Regions from separate parts of the Sus scrofa genome. Here all the other regions are linked to region 1. Evidence: chromatin contacts called from public Hi-C and HiChIP or PLAC-seq data. All regions are on one chromosome and are shown on one strand. Each heading gives the region's core, a stretch centred on a gene start, on an enhancer-like site or on the middle of the called end of the contact. The rest is flanking DNA. Distances are from core to core; before and after follow the strand shown.

What was found. A called contact is a pair of places that touch in the nucleus more often than the background predicts. HiChIP or PLAC-seq counts read pairs in DNA pulled down with a chosen protein or histone mark.
Region 2: a Hi-C map of liver shows a contact between it and region 1, with 4 times the contacts expected there. The contact joins the promoter of USP35 here to the promoter of GAB2 in region 1. A contact is called at or near these places in 6 of 47 Hi-C or Micro-C datasets (fetal heart ventricle, heart right ventricle, liver and 2 more) and 2 of 2 datasets of contacts at active chromatin or transcription factors (alveolar macrophages and skeletal muscle).
Region 3: an H3K27ac HiChIP or PLAC-seq map of alveolar macrophages shows a contact between it and region 1. The contact joins the promoter of NDUFC2 here to the promoter of GAB2 in region 1. A contact is called at or near these places in 1 of 5 promoter capture datasets (fetal liver) and 2 of 2 datasets of contacts at active chromatin or transcription factors (alveolar macrophages and skeletal muscle).
Region 4: an H3K27ac HiChIP or PLAC-seq map of alveolar macrophages shows a contact between it and region 1. The contact joins the promoter of ALG8 here to the promoter of GAB2 in region 1. A contact is called at or near these places in 1 of 47 Hi-C or Micro-C datasets (heart right ventricle) and 1 of 2 datasets of contacts at active chromatin or transcription factors (alveolar macrophages).

What each region holds. Positions count from the first base shown.
Region 1 is chr9:12,847,243-12,854,145 of Sscrofa11.1, reverse strand. GAB2 (GRB2-associated-binding protein 2) reads left to right here and starts at 2,723. Exons shown (of 11, transcript XR_002335549.1): 1 at 2,723-2,967.
Region 2 is chr9:12,584,762-12,591,563 of Sscrofa11.1, reverse strand. USP35 (ubiquitin carboxyl-terminal hydrolase 35) reads right to left here and starts at 5,536. Exons shown (of 13, transcript XM_013979184.2): 1 at 5,275-5,536. It overlaps KCTD21 (BTB/POZ domain-containing protein KCTD21), which reads left to right and starts at 5,707. Exons shown (of 2, transcript XM_021062565.1): 1 at 5,707-5,871.
Region 3 is chr9:12,490,543-12,497,669 of Sscrofa11.1, reverse strand. NDUFC2 (NADH dehydrogenase (ubiquinone) 1, subcomplex unknown, 2, 14.5kDa) reads left to right here and starts at 5,163. Exons shown (of 3, transcript NM_001244743.1): 1 at 5,163-5,452. The coding sequence starts at 5,278.
Region 4 is chr9:12,529,112-12,535,596 of Sscrofa11.1, reverse strand. It overlaps ALG8 (probable dolichyl pyrophosphate Glc1Man9GlcNAc2 alpha-1,3-glucosyltransferase), which reads left to right and starts at 3,285. Exons shown (of 12, transcript XM_013979181.2): 1 at 3,285-3,436. The coding sequence starts at 3,287.

The DNA of each region.
Region 1 (6,903 bases), core at 1,474-3,973:
CAACGGGCCATTTCCTGGGGATTTAACGAGAATGTAGAATTAATGGCCCAAAGAGCTCCTAGCATCCGGTCATTAATTCCCTCAGGAAATACCAGTGGTCTTTAATCAAAATTGCCTAAATTAGAGACTAGTGATGCATGTCCTTTGGGAGGGAGGGGAGAAAGCTGTCGTCCCAACTGGTTCCGATAGATGGCGCCGATCTTCGCATAAATAAATCACTCAATTTGTGTTCCATTTTTCCCCAGTGAAAATCAGGGAGCATTATTTAAAACAACAACAACAACAACAACAACCAGGGAATGGAGAGGACTTAGTAAAGGTCCAGACAGGAACGTTCTGTCCAAAGGCTGTTTCCAGGCCTTGCACGAACCTCAGTCTCAGAAGACTGAGCCACAGGGAGGTGCAGCCAGGGACCTCAGCAGCATTCCCCCCTCCCTTGTACAGTCTGTGCTGGCCGCTTAGTACTGGAAAAGGTTGGGAGATGGGGAGAGCACCAAGAAGAGCCGCTTCTTGGAGGGGTATGTTCAGAGAAGACTTCTGAAGCTGATACTATGTAACTGTACTATTTCAAGTCCCCTCCTGTCATTGGCCTGAAAACATCAAATTTCTGTTTCCACATGGAATTGTAAATAACAACATGGGGGGGGGGACTTTGCTAGACAAAATAAGACCCTAAAGAATTTCTGGCAGCAGTGCAGCCCCACTCCCAACTAACCGTTGCTGAATAGTCCCCCAGTCTATCTGGAATCATCTAACTATTAAAAGATACGTAATAGAAGACTGCATTTCTAGGGAAAAATAGGGCCTGTGTATGCCTGACTTGCGTCACACACCTCGGCTGTGAACAAACCATGCAGATTTCTCAGACTCCGCAATCCCTGAGACTTGGCATCATGACTCAGATGTGAATGAAGTCAGAAGATTGCTTTATTTTTGTTGGGAGTCACCGCCTCCTGATTGATTTGGCAGGCTTTGAGTATTTTGATATTTGTCTCACAGGGTTTTAAGGTACTTAAAGCCAGAGGTTAAAATGGCTACAATTCTGGTGGTAGTCCTTGTATGAGGCTTAAGGATCCCTCAGTTGGAAGGCTAAGGAGCTCTGATCCCAGCTGTAGCCTGATTGTTCTGGATTTACATGCAATCCAGCAGCACACTGGATAGTGAAGAAAGTGAAATATTAGGTCCAGAGTTGCTGATCTCCAAACCCCCCCAGAGTGCTTAGAAGAGTTAAGCATTCGATAAAGAATTAGCTTTTACAAACTGACAGGGTTGAGCTTTCCCCAACCCACCCAAGGTCTATAAATCAGAAGGATGTCCAACTACTTGAAAACAATAGCTTTGCTGCCCGGAGATAGAGAAATGATCAAAGTGGCCTTCAATTTGTCATGGGGAGTGCAAGATGCTGCTGGTTCTACTCATCTGCCTGCAGCGCTTCCCTATTGATGTAGTGGGTTACTACCCACTTTTCAAAGAAGTTGGGGGAGGACCTACCTTTTAATTTTTTGTGTTTTATTAAAGTATAGTTGATTTTCAATGTTGTGTCAGTTTCTGCTGTACAGCAAAGTGACTCAGTCGTACATATATGTCATTCTTTTTGAGGACCTACCTTTTAATGCTGCTTGTAAAGACATTTTCTGACTTGAAAAGAGCCCCTACCAAAGGTTTCTGGGGTTTTGGCTTTGTTTTTTTCCCCTCTCCTCTCCACCTGAAGTGCTGGGTTTGTCAGGTGTGTGCGTCCACGTGTTCGATCTTAGTTAAATAAACCTCACTGCAACGCAGTAAGAGAGGTAGCTGTGTCATATGCGCTCCAGAGAGTTCTCATAACCTGTGTCAATGAGTTGAAGGTCCGGGGAATTTTGACCCCAATTTCACCTTGCCTTACAATTCACTATGAAATAGAACATTGACTCACTTTGGCTTCCTTGACTCTGCAAATCCCTAGAATTTTCTATTGAATTGCTTTTTCCCAGAGGCAAGGGGGGAGCCAGCTGGACTTTCTTGGTAATAAGAGGACCCCAAGTTCATCTGCAGACGTTAAACAATTCTACCACCTTAAATAGCAGAAGAGCAGGACCCCCCCCACCTGCCCCCGCCCCCAGAATTAGAAACCGGACTGCACTGCACCGGCTTGGGGACCTTAGGCTGTCTGTGAAATGGGAATAACACCGCCCAAGTTGTAGATCTCTGACAGTCATCTAAGCAAGGATTATCAAAGGGCCCAGCACCCAGTAGTTTCCGTCTTTCCTTCGCCCATCAAGGGGGCGAGAGAGTTAATGGAACTCTTGCTGGGAAGCGCATCACTAATTTCAGCCAGAACCTGACCCACTGAAACCTGAAACTCAGGGAAGGATAGGAAGCGGGAGCAGCCCTTGGGTCTCTTCCCGACGACCCTCTGTGAAAAATCGATTCGCGATCGAGGCCGCGCAGTCCCTTCCCATCGCCCCACCTCCATTCCCACCAGGGGCGCGGCCGCCGCCCCCGCTGCCCCCTCGAGGCTTCAGGGCGGGGGGAGAAAAAAGCCAGACCCGGGGGGGTGCGGCCGGCCTCCTCGCGAGCCTCGGGCCTCTGGGAACCGAAGACGCCAGGCGCTGTTTGCGTCTTTGAAGACAGCCCGCCCGGGGGCGCGGCGGGCTGTGGGCGTGGCGAGCGCGCCGCCCTTCCTGCCGGGGCCCCCGCCGCGGCCCCGCCGGGAGAGCGCGCCGGCGCGCGCGGGGAGAGCGGGAGCGCGCAGGCGGCCGGGCCCGCGCCGCGCCGCTCGTCCTCGCCCCGCGGCCGCCGGCTGCCCCGGCCCTCCCTCCCCCGCGAGCTGCGCACCGCCGGCCGACTGACCCAGCCGCCCGCGCCCGCGCCCTTGTCCGTCGACCCCGCGGCGGGCTCCAGGCGGCCGGCAGCATGAGCGGCGGCGGCGACGTGGTGTGCACGGGCTGGCTGAGGAAATCGCCCCCCGAGAAGAAGTTGAGGCGCTATGTGAGTGCGGGCGAGAGCGGGTGCGGCCGCCGAGGGCGCGGGCGGGGGGCGCCCTGCGGCCTGCGGGAGGGCTGCGGGCTCCGGGGGGCCGGCGCCGGCGGGGAGGGCGGGCCTCGGGGCGGCTCGGGGCTGTGCGGGGTACCTGCACACCTGTCACAGGTGCGCCGCCGAGGGGCGGGGCGGGCGGCCGGCCAGGTTGAGGCTGCGGCTCCCTCTCCGCGGGGCGGGCGCGGCGGCGGCGCCTCCCTAGCCAGCCTCCCTGCAAACTAAAGGCACTATTGAAGTTTGTATTGATTGTTTTCGGAGCCGGAAAGAGTTGATTCCCGGGGCCGGGGGACCGTAGTAACCCCGAGCGGCTTCAGCCCGCGGGCTTGGGGGAGCGAGTAGGAAAGGGGGGCGTAGGCTACGGGGCCCCGCCGCCTGGCCCCACAAAGGGCGAGGCGCCTCACACCCTTTCCCCCTTGCCTTTCTCTGCCCGCCCCTCCCGGTGGCCGCCTGCTTCCTTCCAGTCCACAGCCTCTGCATCACGGGCAGCGTCAGCGGCATGTGCAGCCCTTGTATTAAGTGACTCATTTGTTTGTCCCCCTTCTTTCCCTTTATTCTGTCTGTCTCTCACATGGATCCCCCCGTTCCTCCCCTCCCCAACCACCCCACGATAGTGACACTGCAGTTTGGTCGGCTACAACTGGCCCGGGTTTTGTGTTGTGCGGTCCTCGGCGTCTGGGGTCGGGAGAGATCAAGGTTCTCAGTTGCCAGGTGGTGCTAAGCGACGTGTTTACTGAAATTGCTGGGGCAGCCTCTCCCTTCTCGGTGAGAGGCTGGCAGTATCGTGGGGAAGGTGGTACAGCCCGGTGGGAGCGGTGAGGAGGTCTGGCTTTTTTTTCCCCTTCCACCTGAAGATGTCCTGCTTGGTGGGGTCAGAGTACGAGATGGGGCCAGTCCCTGAGATTTGGCTGAAATCAGTCCTGGGCTGTTCGCCTGAGTCTGGAAACGCAAGCAAGGTAGCTAAAAGGTGTCCCAGTTTGCCACCCTCTCCTCGTCCCTTCCTTTGATATGTCCTTGTTAAACCGACTCGTGGTGCCGGGCTCTCTGGGATCATTCCCACAGCCTGGAAGTGAGCTGTTGCCTTCCAGCTGCAGTGCATCAGGGGAGCTCGGAATAGACCCTGCCCTCTGTCAGCTGCACCAGTGGCTTTCCATGAGGGGAGAGGCAGAAGCTTACCAGAGTTTCCTGTCTTGGCTCCCCAGATCAGAACCGAGGGACTTCTGGCCTCTGGATTGAGGAAGTGACATTCTGTTTTTCAAAGGAAGTGTTGTTGTTGGGGAGAGCGAGCCAGTGTGTATGTAAATGAAATCAGGCTCTTATTTAGATCGTTTGCTGGGGGGAAAACCTAAGGATTTAGCGCATGACATTTGAAAGTAGACATAGATTTTAAATATAGTAGGGGTGAGACAATGAGGTGTTCATCTTGGTTTTAAAGCTCATTTTCAGAGATGTCTGTGTAGCCAAAGAACTCTGATTACTAAGAAACTTCTCTGGAGGGTTCTATGGGTTCATTCGGAAAAGTGAATCTTTCTATTGGGAGGTTAAGGAAGAGTAATTTGCTATTAGTATTTTTACGAATATAAAACCAAACCAAAATCCTTTGGCCCCAAAGAGCTTCTGAAAACCATCAGTTAAAGTGTCATACCATCCTGGCCAGTGGAATAAAGCATCCAATAAAAATATGTTCTTAGTTGTTAAATTAGAACCCCATCCTAAACAACCTTGAAACTTCGTTTCTGAAACAGTTTGCCACTGTATCTACATTGACTGAGGACTGCTTCAGCTCAATCACCTAGACTCTTTATGGTCCACTTCATGGGTATTTTCGTTCCCAAGCAACTTTAGCTCAAAATAACCAAGTGTGGAGGCTTTAGGGTCAAGCACCTTTCCCCCCATTTGAAGTACTTGACACCCTGCAGTCATAAGATGACCTCAGCCTTTTCCCACCCCCCTCGCAGCTTTATCCCATAAGACCAAACTAGCAGCAGCTTTTCTTAGGCTAGAGTCATTGGTATGATTGGAAATTGCCCCTCCTGTGGAAGTTCAGTTCCCTTAGTTGAACCTGAGCTGATTTGTTTGATCCTGAACTCTTGGGGAACAGTCTTCCCTGGCATCTTCTTTTCTTTGAGGGTCTTGAGAATGTCTTGCTTTAAGTTAGAACTCTTCCAGCTCCCTCTGTTCAGCAGAGGCCCAAGGTCATCAGGCCCAAACTAGGAAAGAAGTATTTCCTAACCCCGTTGCAAAACACCCCCCGCCCCCCAATGGCTGCTTATTCTGCTATATATAATGGCCATGTGGTATTAGAGATTGATAAATCTTCATTGTAAGAATGTATCAAGCATCTGAAATAAGGGGGAAAGCAGCTTATGAAATAGATTACACCTGCTTAAAATTAATTTAAAAACCTGCCTCTAATTTGAGGCGGAGGTAGGTGTCGGGGTGAAAAAATAACTTGAAAGAAGCTATGGCAAATGTTAGCAGGATTAGCTTTAGGGAATTCTGTGTCTAAGAAATCAGTGTCTTTTCCAATTTATTGATTAGAAGAAAGAGTAAAAGGTCTATTCAGTATTTACTGTGTGCTCTGGAGGGATTACAGAAAGTGACCTCTGGAAATGGTGAGTATTGCCCCCGGGGCATCATAGTAAGGTTGCGGTGGGAGGCTGGCAGAAGGAACAGCCCTCCCGTCACGCCAGAATATGCGGGTATATGAGTATGTGCATGCTCTGCACGTGGGTGAACACACACACATGTACATGTATAAAAAGGTGAAGCTGTGTCTTCTTGAGGAAAACGTATTTTATGACATTTACTGCCCTATAATTTTCTATTTTCTCTGGGTTAGAAGATTTAGGGGAAAAGATTGGTGGCAGCACTGCCCCCTGGTGGTTAACCTGGAGAAAGTTGTGTATTGATTGTAAAGAACTGAATTTAAGAAACTGCTTGTTTTCATTTTATTTGTTAAATAAGCTTTTTAAATTAGATATTTGTGTCCCTGGCACTGGATTAGATAGTGATAATAAAAGTTAATCCAAAAAAAAGTTCATCCACCCGTTCAGTCTTAGTGGATGACCTTGCCTTCTCCTTCACAAAGAAAATGAAGCTATTTGGGATAGCTATCTGCACACACTGCAACCACATTCCCAAGTTTGTGTGGTTCATTTCGTTTTTCTTTGGAATTCGTAGAGTGGATGAGGTGCCCCTTATCACTGGGCTAACTCTGCACGCTGTGCTCTGGAACATGTTCTCTCCTGCCCATTTAGGGCCTTCTTCCCCTTTCTGCCATGAATCTTCAACTTTTCCCTCCACCGCTTCCTTTCCATCAGTGTTTAAACATCCTTCCTTTTTAATAAAATTCTCCCTCATTGTCAGACCCCTTCCTTCTCACTGTGCTTTCTCTTTTTCTTTGGGCTAAACTTTTTCGTGACTGCGAATACTGTCTCCATTTCTGCTGCCTCCTTCTCAGTGGGCTCCAGTCTGAAACCTACTTTGCCGTTTCACCAAAGCTATTCTCAGAAAGGCACCAGTGTCGCCCAGGTGTCACTAAATTCAGAGGTGTCGTTTTCATTCCTTATTTTATTTCTTCACTGCTTGATCATAATGGACCACTCACTCTTTCTTGAAGCACCTTCCTCTAGTCTTGAATGATACCATGTATGCCTGACTTTTCTCCTTTTTTGGTCGTTTCAAATTTTCTTTGCCAAACTGACCCTCTTTATCCAATTCTTAAAGGTTGAAGCTCCTTTTTAGATACGGTGGCTATGCTCTGGGCTCTTTTCTCCTCCGTGGAGATCCTGTCTATTCTCCTGGCTTCAGTTGTCATTTGGATGCTGTCACTACCGAGTTAAATTTCCATCTCAGAGATGTGTTCGGAACTCCAGACTTGCAAATGCA
Region 2 (6,802 bases), core at 4,287-6,786, 270 kb after region 1:
TTTGTTGACGACAGTATCTCTAGGACCTAGCACAGTGCCTGGCACACAGTAGGGATTTGTCGAATGAGCAAATGCAGTGTGTGTGTGGTGTGAGTTACCGCTTCTTTATTCCTCTGAGCCATAACAGACTTTCCTCCGCCTTTCAGCTCGGCTCTCTCTCTTAATACCCAACTTTCAGCTCCTAAAAGGCAGGACCATTTATTTGCTTCTTTGTATAATCCCACACTAGGTGGGACCCAATAAAAGGCGCAGCATACAGTAGGTGTTTATTTACACTTACTGGCTCAGTAAAAACTATTCTTAAGACCTGGAGTAGGTGTGAAGAGAAGCCAGACATTTCCTAGAAAATGGGCTAGAAACTTTCACTCGAAACCACAGATATGGAGTTCCCGTCGTGGTGAAGAGAAAACAAATCTGACTAGGAACCATGAGGTTGAATGTTCAATCCCTGGCCTCGCTCCGTGGGTTAAAGATCGGGCGTTGTGGAGAGCTGTGGTGTAGGTCGAACACACAGCTTGGATCTGGCGTTGCCGTGGCTGTAGCTCCAATTACACCCCAGCCTGAGAACATCCATATGCTGCAGGTGTGGCCCTTAAAAAAAAACAAAAAACAAAAACCCTGCAGATACTGTAGGAACCCAACTATAAGCCCTAGGAGGACACTCCCTTCTCTGCCCTAGCTGAGACCACACCTCCAATACTGCAAGGTTACAATGCAATGGGCTCATTTGTTTCTCATCAAGCTTTGAGCTCCTCAGGGCAAAGACCAGGCTTATTTCTCAGTCCCTGCAAAGTAAGTGGCTCTGAGGAGTTTACTGTGGTTAGAGGGTATAGCCAGGGCACAGATCAAATCAATGGTTCCCAAATGCTGGCCTGGCTGCCTCAGAATCACCTGAGCACTTAGTACAAATTCAACTGCCCAGGGCCCACTCCCAGCCTGGGGCAGTGTTAGACTCTCTTCTCTGAGTAAGATTCATCCAGAATGCATTCCGCTTACCATTGAGGTTATGAATACTCTCTTAGCCCCTACGTCCACCCTGCAGGGCTGTTGGGAAGACAAACATAAAGGCCTTCGCGTGTGGCTGGGCACAAGGAAGTGCTCAGAAAGTGTCAGTTCCCTATGCTTTGGAAGCCAAGTCCTTGCCCTTAGGCGTTTCCGGTCTAGCAGAGGCACTGGTAAAGAATGCCAACACTAGCCATCATCTCAAAAGGCCTTTAAGAGTGCCTTTAAAAATGCATCTGCCGGAGTTCCCTGGATCTGGCCTTGTCACTGCTGTGGCTCAGGTTCAATCCCTGGCCCAGGAACTTCCACATGCCATGGGCACAGCCAAAAAAGAAAAAAACGCATCTGCCTTCAGCCCTGGTCCTCTCTTTCCTGGGCACAGGGCAGTGCCTGTGTCTATCTTTCCTCGCAGACCGTCCCCCAAACCCCTACCCCTGCCCTCCAGGCTAGTGAACTTAATATGCTTTCAACCCAGGACGCCAAGAAACCCTGGTACTCAGGTGACCAAGGAGAAACCCTAATCAATGAGATATTGACATCATGTGTGGAGGAAGAGGACCTGGGGCAGACAGAAATGGAGTTCCGGAGCTAAGGAAGGCTCTGGAAGTGGAGAGAAAATCGACTAGGAATGAGGAGTCCTGCATTCTAGTGTGACCTGGAGTAAATGCCATTCCGTCCTGCAACTCATTGTGTGACCTTGAGCACATTATCTCGTGAGCCTCTTTTCTGTAAAACGGATATAATTGATATCACGTTGAACCAAATCCAAGTGAGGGAACAGAGGCTGGCAATTTCCTATCATTCTACCTGATACCTACCACCTAAGATCGTCTGTGCTAACGGCAGCTCGGAGCTCGGTCAGTGAAGCCATTCTGTGAGGGTTCTCATCTCTGAGGCCAGCCCTGCAGCCTCTGGGCAGTCTGTGTGGCCTGACCACTCTGGCAAGCCGTGCCTACCCACCCCCACTCCCATGCAGGCAGTCTGAGGTCAGCTGTCACCATGGTCACCAACCATGGGACTCAGTAAGATCTTGGATGCATTCATGCAAAAGGTTTTTTAGAGGACTGGATCTCACCTGACCCATCCCCGGCCACAGAAGGGACACCGAACAATGGCTTCTCTCCCCATGGCACGGATGGGGAAGCTGGGGGTCAACAAGGGAGAGAGACACGGCCTTGGCCCTCAGCCTTTCTGGGGGAGGAGAAAGCAGACTGCCTTGGGGGAGGGTGGATTACTCCTCCTTCTAGGCTCTGGAGGAGGATATGGCCTGTCCATGCTGGCTCTGACCCAAGAGACAGCTGCCCCACGCCAAATGCAGCAGCAAACAGCAGCCATGTCCTCCCTCAGAAGAACCTGCATTGAAGCAGAAGACCCAATGGGATGGAAATCCTGTGACATTGGATTGCTGTGATCATTATATAACTACAGATATGATCAATTCATTTGAGTAATAATAATAAAAAAAAAGCAGAAGACCCAGGTTCTCTGGTGACCCAGGTTGACCAGGTGACCTTGGATGAGTCTCTGCCAGGACTCCTCAGCCTGCTCACCTGGAAAATGGGAACCATTCTGAGCCTACCAGTAAGTGGTTGAGACAAGACATAAAAAAAATAAGGGCTAGATAACAGATAAAACTAAGTAAGAGTCTATTCTTGGGACATGTGGCACTAAGAGGCAAAACAAACACTGTCAGGGAACGAGACAAGGAGACACATACTCCTGATCTACTCGATTCTACAAGGAATTTCACCCATTATCCCTTGCTGCCAATTCAGCATTTCCACTCTCTCCCTGAGCTCCAGCCCCACCCAAGATCAGTTCCTCTCTACCTCTTGCCTGGACTAGTGCAGTAGCCTCTTAACCAATCTCCTCTTTCCCTTCCTCAATCCATCTTCCACTAGAGGCACATGTTCTGCAGGAGCACAGAGTCCAGGCTTCGAATCTAGTCCAGCTACTACCCCCCACCATGTCCACAGCCATCAAGGCTGGTGCTTTTCCACTCTCAGGGCCTCTGATCCTCAGAACGGGAAATGACCACCTTAGCCTTTCCCAGCCGGGGTGGCCGCTCCTGCTCACGTCATTGGCTTGTATCTCTCACTGCTGACATGACAGCCTGGGAGTGCCAGCAATACCCAGCCCACTCCAGGGCACACAGCAAACACACAAGAAAATCATGAGCCCTCCCTGGAAGGCCCAGATCCCTTTATCTGTCCCTCTGTCAATTGTGTACTGACAAGTCTCTGTTCCTGCACAGTAGAGCCCGACTAATCTTCAATCTCCATCACCCTCAAAGCACCGTGTGTATGTGTGTGTGTGTGTGTGTGTGTTTACAACTCCAGTGCCCTGCCTTACCCCCCCACACCCATCCCCTGGCCAGGCACCAGCTCATCCTATCCCCTGCCTGGTCTCTCCAACCCACCCCGCAAATATCATCAGGTTAACCTCAGACAGTAAACTCCATCTGGCCATGCCCCTCCTCAGGACCCTCAAGGCTCCCCAGCCCCTGCAGGATAAAGTCCAAACTCCCGAGCCTGACATTCAAGTCCTTTCTGTGACATTAAGCTAATGTGGGGCAGGGTTGGAGATAAACTTGACAAACTCCATTTGGCAGTGAATCTATAGGAATTTGGGCAGTGGGCTTTTTCCTGCTTGATGCCTTTGGGGACGCCTTCTCTGTGGGAAATGGCTTCTCCCTTTTCTCTCCTGATAAATTCTGACTCATCCTTCAATGCCCAGGTCACATGCCCCCTCCTCTGGGAAGCCTTTCCAAATCCCTCTGCAACTCAAGTCTCTGGGCTCTGGTCTCCCAAGGTCCTCTTCACTTCTCTCATCCCTTGGCAGCATAACCAGATTGACTCTATGTCCATCTCCTCCACCAGGACAGGCTCTCCTTTGGTAGGAAGTAGGCCCAATCCCCTATCTATGCCCACTGCCCAGCACAAGACCAGGCACAGAGAGGAAGTAGTGCCGAGTAACAGAGAGATATGTGACAGCAAGATAAGATAAAACTAAGCATATGATCAGAAAAGCATCTTCCAAGGACCTGCCTAACCCTTGGTCCCGTCAGTGCCCCCTCAACCGCCCAGGTCTGGTCTTGCCTTTCTATAACCCTGAGAGTCTCAAACATCAACCAAGAAAGCCCCTACACAGGTCACTGGACAGGCCTGAGGGAGGAGTTACCCATTCGAGAAATGGCACAAACAACCAAAGCTGAAGAAAAAAGACAACAAAAAACAAAACAAAACAACCAGTTCCTGGTTAACCCTCAGGTCAAAAGCTCACAGGATTTCAGGGGACAGGGCAGGGGGCTTCAAGTTCTCGCTCGACCTCTCCATACCCCAGAGCACAGCAGCCCCTCCAAACCCCAGCGTTGAGGAGCCCATTCCCTTTCCTCCCCGAGGCTCACACCCAGGCTCCCTCCTCTCACTCCCATGGGTGCCAGAGCCCCCTTGGGTCGGGGTGAAGGGACCAGGCTGTCCCTTTCCCTGGGCCCCCAGGTCTCTGGATAGCAGCATCTCTCTCTGTATTTTCTAACTGAACCTCTAGCCAAGGCAGGCCCTGGGAAGGATCCTCTTGCCCTACTACCCGGAGGCCCTGAGATAAAAAGGGGTGGGGGGCTCACTAGTGAAAAAGTAACTGGTCTTTTACCGAAAGAGAACAGAGGAGAGAGAAGGGAAGAAGGTGGGAGCACATACTCCCTCTGGGGGCCTCCCCTCACATACCTCTGATGGCCGCATCCCCACCCCCACCCCAGGCTTTCTGGAAGAGCGAGCACCGGTTTGACAACCAGGGTCTTCTGTTCGCGAGGGTTATTATAGGGGGCTGCACCGGAGCGGAGGATGCTGAGAATAGCAGAAACCCATTCTAAGTGGAGGCGGCCTCTTGGATCCCCCAGTTTGTACCCCAGCTCGGCCCCACCCCTTCCTCCAGTTACACCAGTGCACTAGCTTCTAGCCCAGGCTGGGGCTGCGGACCCCCTGAAAGGCGGGAGTAGCTTCAAGATACCGGGCGCGGGTACCCTCAGCCCTGAGAGGGGCGGGGGCGAGGGCAGGATCACCTATATGCACAATAGATAAAGAACGAGCTTGAAGCCCAGAGAGGGGCAGCCACTTGCCCAAGGTCACACAGCCAGGCCCAGGATGCACCCAGATCTCCCACCTCCCAGCACCCTACTAGGAATTCAAGAGCCCTAGGCGCGTATCCCGGCTCTTGAACCATTAGGGTGCAGACACTCCCTCCCCCCAACCCGCAAACATGCCTGAGCCCACTTACCTCTGGGACCCCAGTGGTCCCTGCCTCAGAGCCGGCTCCCGGGCGGGGCGCTCAGGCCAGGCTGGACCAGCCTGGGCCAGGCTAGGTCAGGGCGGGTCCTTTGCTTCCCCCGGAGTGGGGACGCCCTCTGCCAGGTTCCAGCTGGCAAAGATGCTGCTTCCACTGCAAAGCCCAGCCTCTCCACCCAGCTCTGCACAAGCCAGTCCCACGGCAGCTCGACTCAACCGCGCGGCCGCGGGGCTGCAAGGCTGCGGGGCGAAGTGGGGGGAGGGGCGAGGTGCGGGAAACGGGGCGGAGCCGGAGCGGGGACCACCCCGCGAACCGCCACTCAAGCCGCGTCCCCTTTAAGGCCAGCCGGCCTGAGCGCTGGCGGGGGCGGGGCGGGAGCTGGACGCCTAACTGCAATGTTTCCTGGGAGATGGAGTTCACTCTTGCGTGGCGGAACCGCAAAAGAGCCCATGGAGAACTACAAGTTCCGGATCGCAGCGCGCGGGTCCAGGGGCCGACACGCCCCTGGGCTGGGCTCCAGCCCTCCACCCTCCTCGCAAAGCTGCGCTGGCCGCCCGCGGAGGGGAGGTTGCAGAGCGAGGGCAGGAGGTGGGTGCGGCGTGGTCGGAGGTTCGGGGCGCAGGGATAGCCGGTGAGGGGACGCGGGCCCACCTGGGCACTTGTCCTACCATGAGAGGTCATCTAGCTTACCCTGGCCTCGCCATTCTCATCTGTCCAATGGGAATAGCAACACCTGTGACTGCGCGGGGGGAGGGGGGAGCGTTTTTGGGAAAGAGGGGGCGGAGCTGGTGGAAGGGGCCTGGATGGATGGATGGATAGATGATGTTAGGAAAAGCCCGGATCGAGAGGGCTAAGACTGTGGGAGGAGCATAGTGGGTGGGGCAAGGAGGGGCGGAGTGTCTAGGTAAGTAGGGGAACTTGCGCGAGACGGGAGAAAGGGGCTGCGGAGCTGGGGAGTGGGTGTTGAGAAAGCGACGAGGCCAGTGTGGGTTGGATTGGGTGGAGTGGGCCGAAGAGCATTGGGAGGGAGGGGCGGGGATGTAAAGATGAAAAGGATCCCTCCCAGCTCTTGTCAGCAGCGCTGAAACGGTTTGGGCAAGAGGGTGCCCAAATGGGTAAATGCCTGTGGATGCACGGAAAACCTTCTTTACCCATGACTAGAAATAAAAAGCTCATTCATCCCTTGTACTCAGTGCGTCACACTTACGATCTCATTCAGTTCACACCCTGTAAAGGTGTCACCATACCTGTTTACAGATGAGGAACATGCTCAGAGAAGTGAACTTGCCCCAAACCACCCAAGACTCCTTACTCCAAAGACCTTTTTTTCACTGCAGTGCAGCGAGGTAGGGGTTTAATCTGTAGTGAAAGCCAAGGAACAGACAGAAGTGTCAGCATCCTGCCCTCAGCAAGCTGTGTAACAGGACTGGCTTCCTCAGCCTTTCAGAATACCAACCTGGAAGGCAACCCTCCTGTGGTTATTGTGAAGGTGAGATGAGATGGATTTGAAAATCATTTG
Region 3 (7,127 bases), core at 3,914-6,413, 360 kb after region 1:
AGTCCCCGTTGTGGTGCAGTGGAAACAAATCCGACTAGGAATCGTGAGGTTTCGGGTTTGATCCCTGGCCTCGGCTCAGTCGGTTAAGGATCCAGCGTTTGCCATGAGCTGTGGTGTAGGTCACATCCAGACTCTGCTCAGATCCCGCGTGGCTGTGGCTGTGGCTGGCAGCTGTAGCTAACTAAAAAAAAAAAAAAAAAAAAAAAAAAAAAAAAAAAAAAAAAAAAAAAAAAAAATAAAAAAAAAAAATTGACCCGTCCAGTGAGCTGCTGGCTGAGGTGGGCGGCCGCGTGGGGGGGGGGGGGGGGGGGTGGTGGCTGTGGCTGGCGTGGTAGCTCGATTGACCCTAGCCTGGGAACCTCCATGTGCCGCGGGAGCAGCCCAAGAAAGAGCAAAAAAAAAAAGAAAAGAAAAAAGAAACCCATTCTTTTCCTGCTATTTAACATATGCAGTGTACCTTTTTTTTTTTTTTTTTTTTTTTTTTGTCTTCCTAGGGCCATACCTGAGGCATGTGGAAGTTCCCAGGCTAGGGTCAAATCAGAGCTGTAGCTGCTGCCTACACCACAGCAACTCGGGATCCGATCAGTGTCTACAACCTATACCACAGCTCATGGCAAAACCGGATTCCCCACCACTGAGTGAGCCCAGGGATCAAACCCATGTCTTCATGGATACTAGTCTGATTCATAACTGGGGAGCCATGATGGGAACGCTGCAGTGTACCAAAATTTAACAAGAGGAAGGAGAAGAAAAGTGTAAAGAACCTGTCATTCTTGTTTTGTTTTGTTTGTCTTTCTAGGACCATACCCGAGGCATATGGATGCTCCAAGTCTAGGGGTCGAATCGGAGCTATACCCGCTGGCCTCCCCGGAGCCATGGCAATGTGGGATCTGAGCCTTGTCTGCGATCTACACCACAGCTCACATCAACGCCGATCCTTAACCCGCTGAGTGAGACCAGGGATCGAACCTGCGTCCGCATGGCTGCTAGTCAGATTCGTTTCCACTGCGCCACTAAAGGAACTCCGAACCTGGTATTCTTGATCATTGTATCTTTCCCCGGGTAGAGGATAGAGCCAGTATTGGGAGGGAACCATGGAAGAGGTGTTCTTTCTAGCCCGCCACTGCTAGAGTTTTCCTTGTTAGTGACTTCCACCCACAAACCATTCTTTGTGAAGGAAGCACTTGAGTATTAGAGACAATTGGCCCCTAGGTATAGTCCCTGCAGCTTCTGTTTGCAAAAAAAATAGTAAATAACTATTGACCCTTCTATTCCCTTTTTAGTGCTCCAAAGAAATGGGCTACTGTGCTAATGGCAATTGAGATTAGAACAACTTTATAAACCTCAAAAACCTGAATCAATATAGTCATTGGTTTCTATTGGCTATATTGAGCATACCCATTTTGTAGAAAAGTTAATAAATATACTAATATTTTTTCAGTCTCAGGATTATCAACTGCAAGAAAAACAATGTAAGGGTTTCAGTTTTATTCAGGGAGCTTACTGAAGAAGCTAGCCTAAGAAAGAACCTCTTGGTAGCTCTGAGGGAACAGATCTGAAAAGGGAGAGGGAGAAGCATGTGTATGATATTTTGGCTTGGGAATACGTAGTCAAGTTTACATCTTGGTAAAGGATGACTGCTAGTCCCTAAGGAGTGACATCTCAAGTTAATGACTTTGGTGCTTTTCTGTGTATGGGAAGATGCAAGAATCTGGGTTCATGAACATTCTTCATAAAATATACCTCTAAGCGTAAGGGGCTGGTCTGACATCCTGTTAATCGCCTTTATTTCCTCTGTCTGGAGCACAGAGTGTACTGTCGGTCAGCAACTGCAGCACGTTAATCCTTGCAGAATGCGTCAATGAGCAGTGGTTTCTGTTCCTCTTTGTTTCAGAAATAAAACCAATGAACAATAATGAAAAAGACAGGACCCAGGAGTCCCCGCTATGGTGCCGTGGGTTAAGGCTCCAGCTTTGCCACCGTTGCGGCATAGATCGTGACTGCGGCTCAGATTCCGTTCCTGGCCTGGGAACTTGCATATGTCACAAGTGTGGCTGCAGAAGAAAGAAAAGAAAAAAAAAAAAACAAAAAGACGGGACCCATAATATACCTATGTACAGAATCCTAGACTCCTAGAGGCTCTCAGAAGAGCACAGAGAGCAGATTTATTTTTTACGGTTTTCCTGAATGAAGGCAGTGGGGAGTTATTCACCACCTCAGAAAGCAGCCCCTCTCTGGGCAGCTGTCTTTTAGGGCATTTAATGGTGAATTAATATTTTTCTTCCTCTCATTTTACCAGTTAGTTTGCAGAGCAATATATAATGAGCTTCTATTCCCATGTATGAGAGCCTTTCAAGTGATACACAAAGAAGCAGTCCCACATTGCGACCCTCTCTGTTGAGAGCCTCCTCTATGCCAAGTAGGATGCTAGACGCGACCTTTTCTAATCCTTCCTAAAACTTTGAAAGGCAAATTCATTATTGCTTCAGAAAATATTCACTGAATTCTGTTGAGCATTATGCACTGTGCTAGATGCTAGAGATCAAAAAAAGAACAAGAAAGACATATTCCTGCAAGAATTTTTTTTTTTTTTCTTTTTGGGGCTGCACCCTCGGCATAGGGAAGTTCCCAGGCTAGGGGTCGAATCAGAGCTACATCTATCGACCTACACCACAGCCATAGAAACTCGGGATCCAAGTTTTGTCGGTGACCTACACCACAGCTCACAGCAACACTGAATCCCCAAACCACTGAGCAAGGCCAGGGATCGAACCTGCATCCTCATGGATACTAGTCAGATTCAGTTCCACTGTGCCACAACGGGAAATGTACTGCACTTGAGAATTTATATTCTAGGAGTTCCCTTCATGGCCCAGTGGTTAACGAACCCAACTAGTATCCATGAGGATGCAGGTTCGACCCCTGGACTCTCTTAGTGGGATAAGGATCTGGTGTTGCTATGAGCTGTGGTGTAGGTGGCAGATGTGGCTGGGATCCTGAGTTGCTGTGGCTGTGGTGTTGGCCAGCAGCTGTAGCTCTGATTCGACCCTTAGCCTGGGAACATATATATGCTGTGGATACAGCCCTAAAAAGAAAAAGAAAGAAAAAAAGAAAAGAATTTATATTCTCTCGGCTAGTGATTTGTAAGAGCCAAGAAGTAGAGTAGTTGAAGTGGGAGAAGTAGGCAGGGCCCAAGTCATGCAGGGTCTTTTAGGCCATTGTAAAGAATTGAACTTTATTTTATGTCAAGTAGAGGAAAACAGTGTTTTCTTAGTTATATTTTCATGTACATGGAGAAAGATTCAGAAAGTCCCCAGCCACCCAACTCCTCTACCAAGAGGCACCCATTGCTATCAATATCTTGTGTATCTTTCCAGAGACAGCAGAGGTATTCTGTCCACACACAAATATCTCTATACACACAAATTATACCTACTGTTACATTCTTACTTCTTTTCTTAGTATATTTTGAAGTTCGTTCTATTATCAGTACACATAGAAGTGACTAACAAAGGCTTAATCTCCAGAATACACACACAGTTCATACAACTCAACAATAAAACAGCCCAATCAAAAAATGGACAAGAGTTCCCATCATGGCTCAGCGGAAATGAATCTGACTAGTATCCATGAGGATGCAGGTTCAATCCCTGGCCTCGCTCAGTGGGTTAAGGATCCAGTGTTGCCATGAGCTGTGGTGTAGGTTGCAGACACGGCTCAGATCTGGCATGGCTGTGGCATAGGCCAGCAGCTATCGCTCCAATATGACCTGTAGCCTGGGAACCTCCATATGGCGGGGGTGCAGCCCTAAAAAGACAGACAGAAAGAAAGAAAAATGAACAGAAGGTGCACGCTTCAGCAGCAGAAATACTAAAAAAATGTGTAAACCTCACTGGAATATTTGTGTTTGCCTAGTGGTTCATCTAGTGCTGGAAAATTTGCATAATCCTGAAATAGATTTTTGGTGGTTTTCATTCTTTTGATATAATTTTAAAAGAAACATTTAGTTAAAAAAAAAAAAAAAGACTGCAGGGATCTCTCTTGTGGTACAGTGGGTTAGGAATCCCAGTCACCCCTGTGGCCCAGATTCAGCCCCTGGCCTGGAAACTTCCATATGCTGCAGGCATGCCAAAAAAAAAGATTGCACAATAAAACTTTTTGTATATTATACTAGTATTTACGCAAGAGAGCTCCTCAGACATGTAATTACTGGGTCAAAAAGCGAATTTTGACCTCTGGAACATTTGCTGCCTTCCAGAAAACTGTTCCAATATACATTCCTTTAGAAAACCCTAACTTGAAATATACACAGATCTAGAAGTGCTTTTTGTAGGCATAAAAGACCCATCTTTTATTAATTGATATATTCTTCCACTTTGAAGGTCAATACCTGATGCATATAACTTTGCATGAACCTCTGGTTTAACGAATATTTCTCTAGATAAAATGTTGATCCCGCTAAAGAATAGACAAGAAAAGACATTTTAGCTCCTTGTTAGGAAACGCTGTCTAGACAGAGAGCTATTCAGAGATCTGAGTGCTTCAGTATTGGAGGCGGGCTAGTGGAGACTGGACAATTACTTGACAGATTGTTATGGATTCCTTCTTTTTTTTTTTTTTTTTTCACTCCTCAAACCTTTAGGAAATAGCTCGTCTCCCAGCCACGGGCAAGGACCTGAAGACCCAGGCTAAATTTCGATTTTGGCTACATGACCCAGTCTTGACTTCTGTGAATTCTTTATGGCTGACTGGACGTTAATTTTAGATTTTGAAAGGTGTGTCTGTGCGAATGAACGATGGGAAACCCAAAAAGTGAAAACTAGCTTTTATAAAAATGTAATTAATTACGTTTCTTAAAACTAACCATCAAACGCATTTGTTAATGTCATATGCAAAAATAAATTCTTGCTGAAGGAACATTCGGGGAAGGAGAGGCAATTGCGATTGGGAGGTTGAGAGAGAGAGAGAGAAAAGGGGTGTGGGGGGGGCTCGTTTTGCTTGGCATCTCGACCCCAGGAACCAAGCCTCCAAAACTCCACCAGTGGAGTCAGCGCCGGGAGTCAGGCGAACAGTGTGGGCCACTTAGTAGCCCGGAACCTCGCTTCCGCGGCTCCGGTAGCAGCGCGCACGGGGAAGCGTTTGGGCGCCGCACCGCCCTGCGCGATGCCCTTCAGCCCCGCGCTCGGAGGAGAAGGCTTGTGGCTTGGGCTCCTGCAGTGGTCGTGGTGCTTTTCTTTGTAGTTGGCGGCCTGAAACCAGGCCTCAAGTGGGAACGGCATGACCATGATGAGCGGACGGCCGGGCCGAGTGCCCTTACAGTTCCTTCCGAATGAGGCCCGGAGCCTGCCGCCGCCCAAGCTAACCGACCCGCGGCTCGTCTACATGGGCTTCTTGGGCTACTGCTCCGGCCTGATTGATAACGCGATCCGGCGGAGGCCAGTGGTGTCGGCCGGTGAGGGCTGCGCGGGCTGGATCGGATGGGAGGAGTGGGGGTCGCGGGGCTCAGGGCCGGCTCCACCTCAGGCTGCGCGAGGTGCCTTCGCTTTTCAGGGCCTTTCGCCTAAAAGGCCCCGCCTCGCCTTCCTGAGGTTTGCGTGCCCGCTCAGCTCCTCAGCATCGGGCCCGACTAGAGCGTCATTGCACTTCAGGTCCAACCGAGGGTGCAATGCAAACCACGACCTCACAGTGAGTCTGTAAGGACCAGGTGTGAACTCCCTGCTCCCCTCTCTGCGCTGTGGGGTGTGCAAAAATGGGTGATCAGTCTGTGCAGTGCACTACTAACACTGCGTGCATTATAGCATTTAGTCTTCCAACACCTTGGGGGAGGGGGGATTATCCACAGTGGGGAAACAGAGCCTGAGAGGGGTTAAAGCAGCTTGCCCAAGGTCATGTGGCGCGTTCTGTTTTCAAACCTCAGAGTCTCTATTCAGAACCAACACTTCTCAGATTTAGTGTGCATACTGATAACTTGGGGGTCTTGTTCAAATGCGGATTCAGATTCCTTAGATCTGGCGACAGTTTTGATGTTCACATTCTCTCAGATGCTGCTGGTCTGGAGACCTCACATAGAGTAGGAGGCTCTAAACCACTGGGTTGTATTTCCTATAGGTCAGTGGCCACCTGCCAGAGATCAACACTGGTAGTAGGTAACACAGTAGCTGTACTAAGGGCTGCAGAAGAGAAAAGAGGGAAACTGTAGAAGGTGTCTTTGAACTCAGCTTTGATATTTATTTTGACAGATACTTAGAGCCTTCCAGGCCCATGAGAGGCCAGTGGGAGTGAATGAGGGGAAGATGAGTGAGTAGGGTGATAAGGCAACAAAGATTTAGGTAGATCATGGCAGTTTGTTCTCTAGGCATACAGGAACCTTACATGCTTTTGAGAGCTGTGAGGGAAAGTGCAGGCATCAGACATGTGTTTTAAAAGGTCAGCTTGGGAGTTCCCGTTGTGATGCAGCGGAAATGAATCTGACTAGTATCCATGAAGATGCGGATTTGATTCCTCTCAGTGGGCCAGGGATCTGGCATTGCTGTGAGCTGTGGGGGTAGGTCACAGACTTGGCTCAGATCCCAAGTTGCTGTGGCTGTGGCTCCAGCTCCAATTCGACCCCTAGCATGGGAACTTCCATATGCCACAGGTGCACCCCTAAAAAAAAAGCATAAATAAAAGGTCAGCTTTGTCAGGAACTGATTGGAGTCAAAGGAGCCCATTTAGGAAGAAAGCTTATACAGTGGTTCAAGCAACCAGGAATCACCCCGCTTTTGCCTCTTTTGCCTTCCAGCTGTCTGTAAGCCCACCATATCAGCATTTCTGGTGCTCACATAGACTTGAAATTCCATCTGTGCTGGATGTATCACCACTCCATACTTGCCCAAGCCTGTTGCTTGGTGTCATGGAAAGAGGTCCACTTTGAAACTAAATGACCTTGCTCCACTGTCACCTTGGGCAAGTTGCTTGGTCTGAGCCAGTTTCCTCATCTGTAAAATAAGGATAATTCTTCTTTGCATTTTGTTTGTGTGGAGAGAATTATGGGAAATTCTGTAGGTAAATGACCTGGCACACAGAAGGTGCTAAACAAGTTTCCCTTTCCTTAGCTCTCGTTACGCAAATGATGTACCATATAGTTG
Region 4 (6,485 bases), core at 2,036-4,535, 320 kb after region 1:
TATAGTTCTGTCCTCCCGGAAATGGAATCTGAAGCCAGAAAATCAGGAAGCATTAGCTGAGTAACCTGCCTGAAAAACCCCTCCTATCCCCTACAGGGCAAGTAAACTTGCAATAACCAGTCTGCTTTTTGGCCTAGAATAACATCTTTGTTCCTGCTCCCCTCTGCCTATAAAAGTCGTCGTCTTCTTTTTTTGTTTGTTTGTCACACCCACAGCATGTGAAAGTTCCTGGGCCAGGGATTGAACCTGCACCACAGCAGTGACCATGCCAGATCCTTAACCACTAGACCACCATGGAACACCTAAGTCTTATTTTTTTGTACTGCTCTTCAGAGTTCCTTTTTATCTGCTACATTGGAAGCTGCTTGAGTCATAAATTGTTGCGGAAACCGCAAAAACCGTGGCAACGGAAGGAGACAAACAGCACTCGGAGATATGGAAAAGCAAGGTTTATTCAGCACCGGTGCGGGCTCAGAGGAGTCACCTCCAGAGTCTGAGCACCAGGTCTTTGTTCTCAGTAACTTTTATACACTACAAGGTCTTGATTTTCCCATGTAAGCATCCCGGACCTCCCCCATCCCCAAGCAGACAGTGTTCCTCCCTAAGAAACTGAGCCAGCAAGGTTACAGAAGCAGAACTGATAAGCAATGCTGGGTACCTGATTAGCAGGGCTGCTGGCTTGGATAGAGGGCACACAGTTGTTACATTATTACAAGAAGGGTGGCATAGTGATGAGCACAGCTGGAAAGGCTTGTAGCTGCCTTCTTAGCCAAGGGGGGTTGTTCTTTAGTTAAAACTCCATTTCAAAATCACTGAATAAAGCCAATCAGATCTTTTAAGATTCACCCAGTTAAATTTTTTTTTTTAACCAGGAAGAAGGAAGAACATCTCAAATAGAGGGAAAGAATATGTAAAGGTGCAGTGACAGGAGGTAACATGGCATGTAGCTGAAGCTGAAAGCGAGTCAAGCTAAAGTGAAGAATACGGGGGGTATGAAGAGTAGATGAACGGAGAGGATCAATGAAGTCAAACTGACAGGACTTGGCAATAGCCATTAGAAACAGTTTAGGAGGCAGAAGCAGACGATCTGACCAACACTGGCTCAAACACATAAAGACGGTGTATGTGTGTTTCCCCAAATAACAAGAAATTCCCAAAGATATAAGAATTCTGAGAGTTCCCGTCAGAAATGAGTCCAACTAGGAACCACGAGGTTGCGGGTTCAATCCCTGGCCTCGCTCAGTGGGTTAAGGATCTGGCGTTTCTGTGAGTGCGCTGTTCGTCACAGACATGGTTCAGATCCTGCGTTGCTGTGGCTGTGGTATAGGCCAGCAGCTGTAGCCCAGATTCGACCCCTAGCCTGGGAACCTCCACCTGCCGCAGGTGTGGCCCTAAAAAGCAAAAAAAAAAAAAAAAAAAAAAAAAAAAAAGAAAGAAAGAATTCTGGGAGTAGGAGGGATTTGTTCAGCAGCTCAGTGATGTCAAGGCTAGCATGATGTGCCTTTTCCTCACAGCCGAGTCCAGCTCCATGCCTCATGACCAAGTCCAAGGCAGGAAGAATGAAAAAAGGGGCCACTGTCTCTTTCATCAGGAAAGGAAAGCCTTTCCCAGAAACCCTCCCCTCAGCAGACTCCTGCTTTAAGTCCTACTAGACAGAACTGTGTCATTAAGGCATACCTAGCTGCCAGTTAAGATCAACTATTTAACTTTTCTAGACTCTTTAGAGGAAACAGAAAAGGGAGAAGGGGATTGGGAGTGAGTATTGAGTTAGTAAATTCACAGTGAGTTTTCAAGTATGGGCCAGAGGAGCTGAACAGCTTAAATGGTCGGTGCTATTTCCTGAATGGATACTACTGAAAGTTCATAAATTCAGTTTTGGACATTCTGAGTTTGAGGTGTGTGGTACACTGAACAACAGCCTCCAAAGGTATTTGTGTCCTAAACCCTGGAACCTGTGAATATTACCTTCTATGGCAAAAAGGACTTTGCAGATGTGATTAAGTTAAATATTCGGAGATGGGGAGATTATCTTGGATTATCCAGGTGGGCTCTAGATGCACTCACAGGTCTCCTTATAAGAGGGAAGCAAGGGAGATTTGATTCTAGAAAAGTAACAGATGTGACAACAGAAGCAAGAGGTTATTTAGAGTGATGCCAGGAAAGGGCCAAAGAATGCAGTCCACTTCTAACAGCGGAAAAGGAAAAGAGATTCTCCCCTCAGAACCTCCAGAAGGAACCAACTGTTAGCCTGGTGAGATGATTTTAGACTTCTGCTCTCCAGAACTGTAAGAGAATACACTTGTGTTGTTTTAAACTTGTGCTTTTAGATTGTGGTAATTTGTTACAGCAGCCTAGGGAACTAATGCAAAGTGCCTTTAAAACATCTAAGAGAGGGTGAGTGGGCAGCTAGATACAAGGGTCTGGAGGTGACAGGGCTTGGGCTCGAGATATAAATTTGAGTGTCACATTCACGTGGGTGACATCTGAAGTTGTAAGCAGGCCTAAACCCCCAAGAGGAGAGGGACAGTGTCTCCCACCTGCTGTTCATCGTTCAGCAAGGTTTTAACTTCTCTGAAGCATGTACTGAACATTTATTCGGTCCTGACATCGTATCAAGCAATTTACAAGCATCTTCATTTAATCCTCACAACCACTCTCTGAAGCAGACCCCAGTTCTATTTCCTACTTACAAAAAGGAAAACTAGGGGAATGCGAATTTTAAAAAGATCCCCAAGTGACCTGCACACGAAGTGTGAGAAGCGCTGCCTCCACAGTGGGTTCCCCCAGGCAGGTGGTGCAACAGAGCCTATCTCCGAGTTCTAGAAGCGCACAGTTTTCACCTCTATCTCTGCTCGCGCCACTCTCCACCTGGAGCTAATACTCCGGTTCAGGGGGCCATGCTAGGCGCCTCTAGTATTCTCAGGTACTTTTTACCTACTGTTACTCCGGGATTACAATTCTGACCCCTCCGTTAGTACCCGAAAGTCTCTAGAAAATACAGTTTTCTCCCACCGAGGTACCCCAACAACAAGCAAAAGCGACGCCCAGGGAAAACGCCAAGAAACTTTCCGAACCAAAAAAAAAGCGGCACGTGAAACTTAACTTGTCGCCGTAGAAACCGCGCAGACTCAGGGAAGACCTCTCCGGCGGGAAGGAGGCGGGGCGGTGAGAGGACCGAGGGCGGGAGGTTTAAACGCCTCAGCTCCCGCCTCCCGCGGGCGGAGCGGCTGAGCGGCTGGGCGCATGCGCGCGGCGCCAGGCTGCCGCCTCCCAGCGCTGTCCCCGCATGCGCGGCAGCAGGGGGCGTGTCAAGTTGATTGAAAGCGAATGGCGCCGTAGCAATGGCGGCGCTCAGAAGTGCGACTGGTGGTGGCAATTGGTTTTCGGCTTTGGCGCTCGGGGTGACACTGCTCAAGTGCCTTCTCATCCCCACCTAGTAAGGGACCCGCACGGCCAGGGGCTGGGCGGGGAGGCCCCGCGGTCGGTCAGGGCGGGAGAAAGGAGCGTGGATGCCCCTGGGTGAGGGGAGGAAAAGGAACTTGAAGTTGTGTAGTCGCTGCTCTGCCTTTGCTATGCTTCCCCCTCCGCCCTTTGATTATTATTTCACCAGAGCACTAGATCGTAGCCCTGGATGGCTGGAGTCAGGGCTGGCACTGTCTAATGTTTCCGGGTTCCAAGGTCCTCATCTTTAATATGCAGATGAACAACTCCGGCCTCCCGCTTTCATTCATCCAGTACCGTATTCATCAGCTACCTCCTCTGCTAGGCACTGTTCTGAGACTTGGAGAGACATTTGAGAAAGGCGTATCCGGTCCTTACCCTCGGTGTAGTTGGTGGGGACGTTAGACAAACAGGAGTTTCAGAACGAGATGAGGTCTGTGAAAGACGTAGAGTGACTACTGGGCAACGCTTTACTCGCCTCTTTTAGGAGGTGATGTTTGAGTTGAACTCCAAAGGATGAAACAGCATCAGCTATGAGAAGAGCAGTTCAGGTTGAGGAAAGAGTAAGCGTAAACGCCCTGTAATGGGAAGGAACTCAGAGCATTCTAGGAACAGAAAGTGACCATTGTGGGTGAACAGCAGTTAAGGGAGAAGAAGAGTTGCATAGGATGAGGTAGCCAGTGGCCAAGACACACAAGGTTAGACCGCTGTGTGACAGTGGATGCAGAACCAAGACTGAAGGCATGGAAACCCATTAGGAAACAACCACCAAGTGGTAATGTGTATGCAGTGGGGACTCGGTATTTATTAATGTTATTCATATTGTCTTCCGGAGTTCCCGGCTGCGGCTGAATCTGACTAGTATTCATGAGGATGTGGGTTCGATTTCTGGCCTCGCTCACTGGGTTGGGGATCCAGCGTTGCTGTGAGCTGTGGTGTAGGTTGCAGCCGGCTCAGATCCCACGTGACTGTGGTGTAGGCAGGCAGCTGCACCTCCGATTTGACCCCTAGTCTGGGAACTTCCATATGCCGCGGGTGCAGCCCTAAAAAGCAAAAAAACAACAACAAAAAACAAGCTTCCACCTTCTGTTTATCCTAATTCTTCTCCCTTGACTTTTCCCCTTATTCCTTTTCTCCCTTACCTATGGGTCTCCCAACTCCCCTTCCCAGTTTAAAGTTTAGTATCCTTTGGTTCAAGTTCTTGCTCATCTCTTGTTATGTATGTAAGCATGAACTGTTATGTATGTAAGCATGAATTGTGTATGTAGGTTCAGCAAAATGATTTATAGGGAGTTGGGAAAAGAAGGGATCGGTAAATTCAACTTTCTTAGAACTGAAAACAAGTAAGAAACATCTTTCCTTTTAAAAGCAAACTGGAAAAATCCTTCTAAAATGTAGAATATTCCTTTCACATCAGAATGAAAGGGATTTTTTTTTAAATTGTGCATATGTGATTTTCCTTGCTTTACTTTCGTCAGCCTAGAAATGTGTCTTCAGGGTTGAATACTGCTCTTGGTCCAGGATTAAGAATGTACATAATTTGAAGTTCCCTTGTGGCACAGTGGGTTAAGGATCTGATGTTGGTGCAGCTGTGGCACAGGTCGCGTCTGCGGCCCGGGGTTTACCCTGGCCCAGGAACTTCCACATGCTGCAGGTGTGGCCAAAAAATAAATAAATAAAAGAATATATAGAGTTATAGCTAATGCTTTGCTTCTCAAACAGGAAATAAGAGGGAGCTACAGGATAAAAGCAAAAATATTCACCAAAATGTTTACTAACTGCTTTATTATGAACCCGGTACAATGGCCAGGTGCTGGAGGAGAGAACAAAATAGCAACGATCCCTAACCCTTTAAGGGTATAGTTTAGTAAGGGAGCAAATCTACATAAATATGTAATTACATAACAATGCTTGTGTTAAGTGTCATGAAGGGGAAGAATGGGATCCTATAAGGGGACTGACAAGGGCGACTTAATTTAGATTGGGTATCTGGAAAGGTCTCAGACATATCGTTGGAGGCCTGAAGACACACCCAGTACATGTTTTTGGTGCAACATATTATGTATGCATTTCTATTGAGAATGTTGGGGAGGAAGAAATTTTCCTCCACCTCTCTATCCAGATTTTTCTGGCCGGTCTAAGAATTAAGTTGACATGAGACAGATTAACACGAGAAAAATCAAGCAAAAGTTTAATAACATGTATATGGGAGAGACCCAGGAAAACAGAGCAACTTACCAAGTAACTGACACCCTCACCATAAATAGCATCTTCTGCTAAAGACAGAAGAGAATGTTGAAGGTGGTAGTTTTGGGGACTTCAAAAGATAGGAAGACAATTCATATAAAGTTGGAAAAGCAAATGTTGGGTAAACAGATGTTTGCTGGGCCATGCAGAGATAGTGGGGCACAGAGTGGAGTCTGATCTCTAGGTTCTGATGAGTTTCCGCCGCCACACCCAGCCCATATTCTTTGCAGGTAACTCTGGTGATCGCTCCATTCCAGGACCAAGCCTTTTATATGAACATTTAGACAACTAAGAGGGAAGTAAAAAGAAAAACTTACTGAGTCTTCTGTTTCTTCAAAATAATCAGCTTAAGTCAATCCTTAAGCCAGGGGACACATTTTGGGTGGCCAGATTTTGCTCCCTTACAAGTATATACCTAAAAATTGAATTGCTAGTTATTAAGATCAGGTGTGAATGTGATTTTGAGAAATCTATCGGAAATTCAGGTGATTTAGTCAGCAAGAAGTTGAGGATGTCTCTCTAGAACTCAGGAAAGAGACCAAGGTTATATATTGTGATTTCAGAGTCGTTGTTACATGGTTGATAGTGGAAGGAATGAATGTGAATAAGGTTGTCCAGAGCAGAGTAAGCTGCATTAAAAAAAAAGAAGAAGAAAGACCAAGAACTGAATCTAAAGGAATATCAACATTTATTTGATGGATATTTATGGGAACCCATGAAAGAAGTATGATGGGGGTTGGCTAGGAAACTCACAACAGAGTTGTCACTGTGGGAATGTATGAAAGTGTAAATCAGGA